2 separate regions of the Zea mays genome follow, and region 2 is linked to region 1. A link is a contact called in public Hi-C data. All regions are on one chromosome and are shown on one strand. Each heading gives the region's core, a stretch centred on a gene start, on an enhancer-like site or on the middle of the called end of the contact. The rest is flanking DNA. Distances are from core to core; before and after follow the strand shown. Region 1 has its middle 22 kb from the start of LOC100194111. Region 2 holds the start of LOC103636316.

Region 1 (3,347 bases), core at 387-2,886:
AGTGTGGGCAATTGGAGTATTTCACTGCAGCCCTTTTTGAGGCTCTGGACTCAACACGAGGTTCTCCTTGCGCTCTCACTCGCTTCTTCTTTGGTCTTCCAGGCTGGGCATGATAAAATGGAGGATCCACATCAGGCAAGTCTGTGCTTAACCATTGTCTCTTGTCTGGCACAGGCATAATCATACCCTCATATGTGGCTACATATTTCTCCCTTTTATCAATTTCATTTATCAATTGTCCTGTATGATCCTTTTGAATTTGTTTCAAATCACTGTTATTCTTGATAACATATAAATCTCCATCATCTTCTTCAGTTTCCCATGGGACATATTCTTCATCATCTTCCCATACATCCCTTTCTTCACCTTCCCATACATCACCATCTCCTTCTTCGGTTCCCAAAATGAACAATTTGCACACCTTAAGGCCCTCATGGTCCTTCATCAACTGTTGTACATGTTCTGCACTATCCATCAAAACAAGACCTTGTGGTGCCGTATGGCCAGGTTTTAAATAGTACAAGGTGGCATTTCCTTCGTAGCCATGATACACAAGATTTTCCTGCATTATAAACCAATCAACCCCTTGTGGCTCCATAAATCTCATGTAACCAACCCTTCCACCAGAATAACCATCTACACTACCATCAAATTTCACTCCAACATGCACTTGAAACTCCATACAAAGGATCTGCGTAGTCCCAAAAATATGCAGGAAACAATATTCAGTTTTCTGTTCCGAGATGGTACCGAAATTGAATGGGCAGTAGCACTGAAGCTCCATACGAAGGGAATACCTGTGGTGTAGGTGATGATAGATTGTCGTCGTCCTCAGATCCAGCAGCCGCCATTGTGAACGGTTAGGGGAGAACGAGTTAAAGAGGATAAAGTAGAAGAAAATGCATCGACACAGGGTCAAGGTGAGGAATATGACTCCAGGGAGCCAGTTCGAGGCGATGGGCCGTGGCTCCAGGGACCTCGTGCCCTCGCTGATGCGTCGCGGCTCCATTGCAGGGAGCTCACGCCCTCGCCCTCGCGGCCATCCGCTAGCACAGGGACCAAGCCTTCGCGCCGGGATCATGCCTCCGCGCCGGGGAGCTTCGCCTGCTCTAGGAATCATCCTCGCTGATGGGTCGCGGCGTTGGGGGCTCACGCCCAGGCAGCCCGCCTACGCGCTGGGATCGTCGTTAACCCGCCTCGAGGGCCATTAGCAAGAGCGCCAGTGATGTTGCACGGTGGCGGCGTCGAGGGGCGTGGGTGCCAGCGCCGCCGGGAGCCAAGCTTAATGAGTTTTAGATGAGCCAAAGATGGAGCCGCGAGCCAAGCTTAATGAGTTTTAGATGAGCCAAAGATGGAGCCGCGTGTCTGCTATAGATTTAGACCACCTAATTTGGAGGGGGGAGTTTGGCATAATAAAAGTTGTAAGTGGGTATTTGAAAACACCCCAAATTTGCAAGTGGGTTTATACAGTTTTCCCTTTTATTTATTTATTTGTTTGTTCCGATTGGGCCTTTTTTTTACTGGTATTTCCGGGAAAACATAAACCTGGGAAGGAAATCGAATGGACCTGGAGCCTGGAGGGAGACGGGACGGGAGAGACGAAAGTGACGCGGGTGGATGGGTTCAGTTTTGGTTTCTTGCGGCCTACCAGGCTACCACAACTACCTGTGGGCTGGGCAGCTGATGATGATTGAGCCATCTCCATGGACAGTTGCGCAGCGGCGGCACCGTGAGGATGGACTGATGGAGACGAAGCGCGTTGGGTTGTGGTTGTGGATGATCCAGGTGATCGACGAGTGGATCAAAACCAAAAACATTCATGGCAGTCACTGCTCCTGTCGTGATGGACAGGGTGCAATGAGAGAGGCGGATCCGGAGCAACGCACGAGAACGACCGTAGAAATAGCAGAGTAGTATCTCCCTCCAGGAATGAGGGAGAATTTTTAGCCCCCCCTCAAATTTCAGGGCCCCGTAGTTGGTGGTCATGCTATAACTTAATTTTGAGCTTCGAGCGTTAAATTTGGTTTGGTTTTAAAAGAGCTTAAGTGTCCTACTGGCGTTTCTCTAAACACTCTAGACTTTGCTTACCTAAAAATCGTACTTTACGAGTATTATTACAGCTACGCTTTCTCAATACCATGGCTTCACAAAATCCCAAACAGGGTATTAGGCTTATCGATGGCCCAATACGCTTTTCTAGGCCCAGGTTACTAGGAGTTACGTGGTGGGCTTCACAAAAATTCCTTTTCCTTCTCCGGAAAGAAGCCAGTGAAAACGTGGCCTCATGATGATTTGTCAGGGGATTTAAGCGGATCTGAGAATTAATCGCCATCTGCCAGTCACTCCGTACTACTGTATCACTGCACTAGAAACATTTGCCATGCATCCTTTAATTTGGCAGGCACATGACATGCAGCAGAAAGCCAGCTCTGCCTACGGGGCCGGACGGTGCAAATCCCTGCAATGCAAACCACCAGCTCTCAGCCTACCGCATCCATTGGACCCTTGCGACGGGTGTCTGCCGGCGCCAGGCGTCCAGCCGTCGAGCATTAGTTCATGGCGTATTCACTGAGAGAGAGGACCTCCACTCCTCTCCTCTCCACTCCTCCACACTGATGAATCTAGACGACATGAATCGACTCTCCCGGTGCACACAGGACAGACCTGCAGCTGCAGGTGCACACAAAAATATAATGTTTCCTGCACGTTGTCAAATCTTGCACGAGACACACGCCCGGTGCACATCGGAAGGCAGCGTGCAAGCACTAAAAATGCAGCAAACAACAGTGTGTATCCGGTGACAACTCCTTCCTTTGCCACCACAAGACAAGTCCTGTGCACTAAAAACAACTCTCTGAGCTCCATCTGAAATCATCTCTTTCAGCTATGCTAACTCTCAGATGCCGGCAACATAACAACAATCTTTTAGCACCGAGAGTTAGCACTTTCAAAAACCATTTTATAAAGTTTTTTTTTCACTTGATCCTTTCCACGACACTCAATCTAATTCTAAAATGCAACACATGCATGTTAGCTCTCACCTAGTGGCACTTATTCCGCATCGTGAAATTTGTTATTTATTTACTCCTTGAAGAATGAGATCGGCACTCTTTTTTGACCGACCGAGAGTCGAGAGAGGAGTAGCAAGCCGCGATGCCTGCGGCAGGACAGAGGGGCATGCAGCAGCGCAGCAGCTCTAAATCGTCGTCGACCGTCGCCATGCACGCAAGGGCAAAGATGAATCAGATGAGCATGTGGCCATGCTCCGAGGATGCATTTATTTACCTCCGATCCACCGAGGTCAATTTAATTGTACGACTAGTAGTCTATGGCCATGCAGCATGCAG
Region 2 (3,347 bases), core at 396-2,895, 140 kb after region 1:
CCAGAATGACAGACTATAACGATGTATCTGATCGATGAAAAATCCCCGATGGATTACGATCTTAGATGGACTTTTGTTACATCATCATAGATGTTGCAATGGATGAACGCCTAGAGCGATGTGTCATATTTAGAATATGTACTATTGCAACTATATTATCCCCTAAGTCCTATATAAGGACATGTTACTTGCTTTGCACAACTATGTATAAATTGTGGTGTAAGATAGAAAATGATAGCACCCCAACCTCATTCATTCTCGTTATTCCAGATGAACAATGAGACATATATCTTGAAGAATATGCTTGAGTTATGAGGGATAACGACTTTGACATATGTCATCGTCAGGGGGAGCGAATGCTTATATTGATCACAATCGTGTGACAATAAATGTCATATTCTATGCCCTGAAGGCGTCAGCTTGATGATCAATATGTGAACCTTTATGGAAGTTTCTATCAAATATGTAGATCTAGTCGATCGAACACCACTAGTCGAAGTGGCTTATTTATGTTGATACGTGCACTTACCTCGTGTATCCTAGAAGTGAGTTGAGGTGAAGTTCCTGAAACAATCTTTGCAAGGATATGCAATCTGTTTGCTAAATCTATATGTGCATATACTTCCAGAAGAAAATATTTTGCCATATTGATACAGTTTTGCAAGGATCAGGGGGAGCACATTTCTAAAGTTAGCCTTTGTAGAAGATTCGGTAGAATCTAGATCCCAGAGGATCGAAATCTGTCCCGATGACAACTGTTGTACTCTTTTTCCCTTGGTGAGTTTTCTTGAAGTTTCTCACATGAGGTTTTTAACGAGGCAACAAAGTGCAAATGCGATTTGTATCACCATGCACTCTTTCTCCATATTTTTTCCACTGGGTTTTTTGGAGTTTTAACGAGGCATGTGTTGGTCGCGGTATTCGCCCAAGGGGGAGTGTTGAGAAACCCTAATAAAGGGTTATGTGGGCAAATACCGAATATAGCCCTGAGGGCTATCACGTCTCTATATATAGAACATGTACCCCTCATATGGAATAGAGAAGAGAAAGAGGCCAGAGGCCCAACCCTACATCGTGTCTATTGTGTTTCCTCTGTCGTGCTAATGGGAAGAGAGACGGGTACTCTACAGCTTCTTGCGTCTCTACTGTTGACGGGAGGGAAGGGAGCGGATCTGGTGATCTGTGGTGACGTAGTTCTCAACAAGAGCAACCAGAAGATCCATTGATTTCTTCACCCAAAATGATGCCGCAAGCTAACTGGGTGTCCACGTGGAGATGGGGGGCAACCGCCGGCGGGTACGCTGCGGGCGTGTGGTTTCTCCAGCGTCGGACTGGGCCCATCACGTCTGGGCCTGACCACCGTCTCTCCGTCATGGGCATCTGAAGACACAGATAAACGTCGACGACCAGAAAAGCTGCTTCAAATCAGCGGCGTGTGCACTTTTGGGCCACACATAGGCCCATAGGTATAGCATCTACGTAACATTCTCGTTTCCTTCCTCACGCAAATGCAAACTCACTACCCTTGGGCCGGCCGTGGATGGCCTCCCGCGAGGCTAGTTGGAGAACTAACTGGGCCGACCCACTCAGAGGGTGCTGTTAATCTAGCAACACTCGAGCGAGTCCCCGGAAACCCTAACCCACAAATCACATCACCCCCTATATAAACGACGGTTACCTCCTGTCCTCCGCTGTGCCGCAATCCTACCCTTCCGCCGCCCCGCAGCCACACGAATCGTCAGGTTTGATTGTTCATCCATCGTCTGACGGGTGGAGCTGCACGATGGTCCATTTACGGTCTCCAATCCATTCCCTGTTTTCTCGTCGGATTTTGATTTCGATTCTCACGTTTTCTCCCTTGGTTTTTTTTGTCGCTTCATCTGATTGACTGAAGGCTGTGATGACCAAAAACACCTACCTATTTTCTGACTCCTGACGATAGAAACCAATGGATCCTTCTGAGCCTTTATTAAGATCTCGCTTTTCTGTTTGATTAATCTTCGCTTTTTCTCTGGTTCGGTTGTCATCTGATATTTTTTTACCCCTAAAAATGATGCGCGAGGGTAGGATTTGCTTTGTTGATGGGATGATAAGCCTTGACAGAAACTTCAGTGTTGACCCAAATATCAGACTACAATTATCTGATCGACTCCAAATTCTTGCCTTTTGAACTTGTTCGTAGTATTTATTTTGCTCTTGAAGTCGAACGTTGCCGTTTGTTTTTTGTTTCAACCTGGTATGTGTTTGTGTGTTGTCCGTGCACAATAAGCCGATGCTCTGGATGATGAACACAGGAAGGAAGCATGGTAGTGTGCACGGAGAAGGAGGAGGTCTGCATGTCTGCTCGCTTTGATGCCCTCGGGCTCTGATCTCGCGGGCCTGGATTCGACCTACACGCGCGCTAGCTTAGATTCTCTTGCGAACTGTGACGTCTTTTTGAATGGATTTTAATGAGCGACGATTCAGGCAGCCCCTTTGTCCGATCTCAATGTCAATGGAGGTGTTGCGTTGCTCGGAGAAGAAAATCTTTTGGTCTTCAGATCGGTTGAGGTGGGGAGGTCACTTCCCCCCGTTGAGGCTGGTCTAGTAAATCTTAAGAACATACCCTAACATTATCAATGTTGCTGAGCCTTGTTAGCTGTTTTGTTGTTCGCTGGATCCTTTTGTGCTGGTTTTCGTTGTGGCTGAGGAGAGCTGTTTGGATTGAGATTTTGTGCCGATGGATCATGTTCTTCGTTCCAATTAAGCTAGAGTCTGTATTCATGTTTAGATGAAACCGTACTGATCACAAGAAACTAGTTGAACATCCTAAGTCAATTACTAATGAACTTTGTATAGCTTCGGTAAAATAATGTGCTGATGGTGCAAATCTTCTCCATGAACAAAATATTGAAGGCCAAAATGCATATATAGAAATAGAATTTCAGTTGGCAACGGAAACCTAAAGATTAAACAGAAATCAAATATAAATCTGAAGCTTCAACCGAGATTTCTAAATTCAGCTGATTTTCCATTCTTCAGGCGTCCAACTAAAATTTAATGAACAAGAGTTAGGCAAGGAGGGTTATATCAGAAGTTGCCCTCCACACCACCTTCCGTCGATCATCTGGCAGTCACCAAAAAAAAGAAGAAAATGTTTAGCCCTTCACACCACCTTCCATCGTCGCCACTTGAGAAGAGCTCCTGCTTCTCATGTCTGTGCTGTTGGCAACAGAAGTATAAAAGAAATGGAAGAAAGATTGCTAGTGCTGAAGTCAAAAGAGAAACGTGTTACATGTATGGACAAACTGATTGCAGCATCAGGAGAGTAACCGATATATATGAAGAAGACGCAAACAACAAACTAG

The links. A called contact is a pair of places that touch in the nucleus more often than the background predicts.
Region 2: a Hi-C map of tassel shows a contact between it and region 1, with 3 times the contacts expected there. The contact joins the promoter of LOC103636316 here to the enhancer-like site in region 1. A contact is called at or near these places in 2 of 25 Hi-C or Micro-C datasets (ear and tassel).

The regions. Positions count from the first base shown.
Region 1 is chr8:165,741,080-165,744,426 of Zm-B73-REFERENCE-NAM-5.0, forward strand. No RefSeq gene overlaps it. Among protein-coding and RNA genes, the nearest start is that of LOC100194111, 22 kb to the left of the region's middle. Within about 2 kb of position 1,637, at least 17 of the 20 cell types and tissues checked have an H3K27ac peak or open chromatin away from gene starts, as enhancers often do. A contact at or near this core is called in ear and tassel, where this site is marked.
Region 2 is chr8:165,880,709-165,884,055 of Zm-B73-REFERENCE-NAM-5.0, forward strand. LOC103636316 reads left to right here and starts at 1,646. Exons shown (of 2, transcript NM_001326434.1): 1 at 1,646-1,742; 2 at 3,022-3,347. The coding sequence starts at 3,134. It overlaps LOC111589997 (small nucleolar RNA R41), which reads left to right and starts at 1,889; the gene lies at 1,889-1,969. LOC111590027 (small nucleolar RNA Z155) reads left to right here and starts at 2,077; the gene lies at 2,077-2,151. It overlaps LOC111590048 (small nucleolar RNA snoR100), which reads left to right and starts at 2,291; the gene lies at 2,291-2,398. It also overlaps LOC111590051.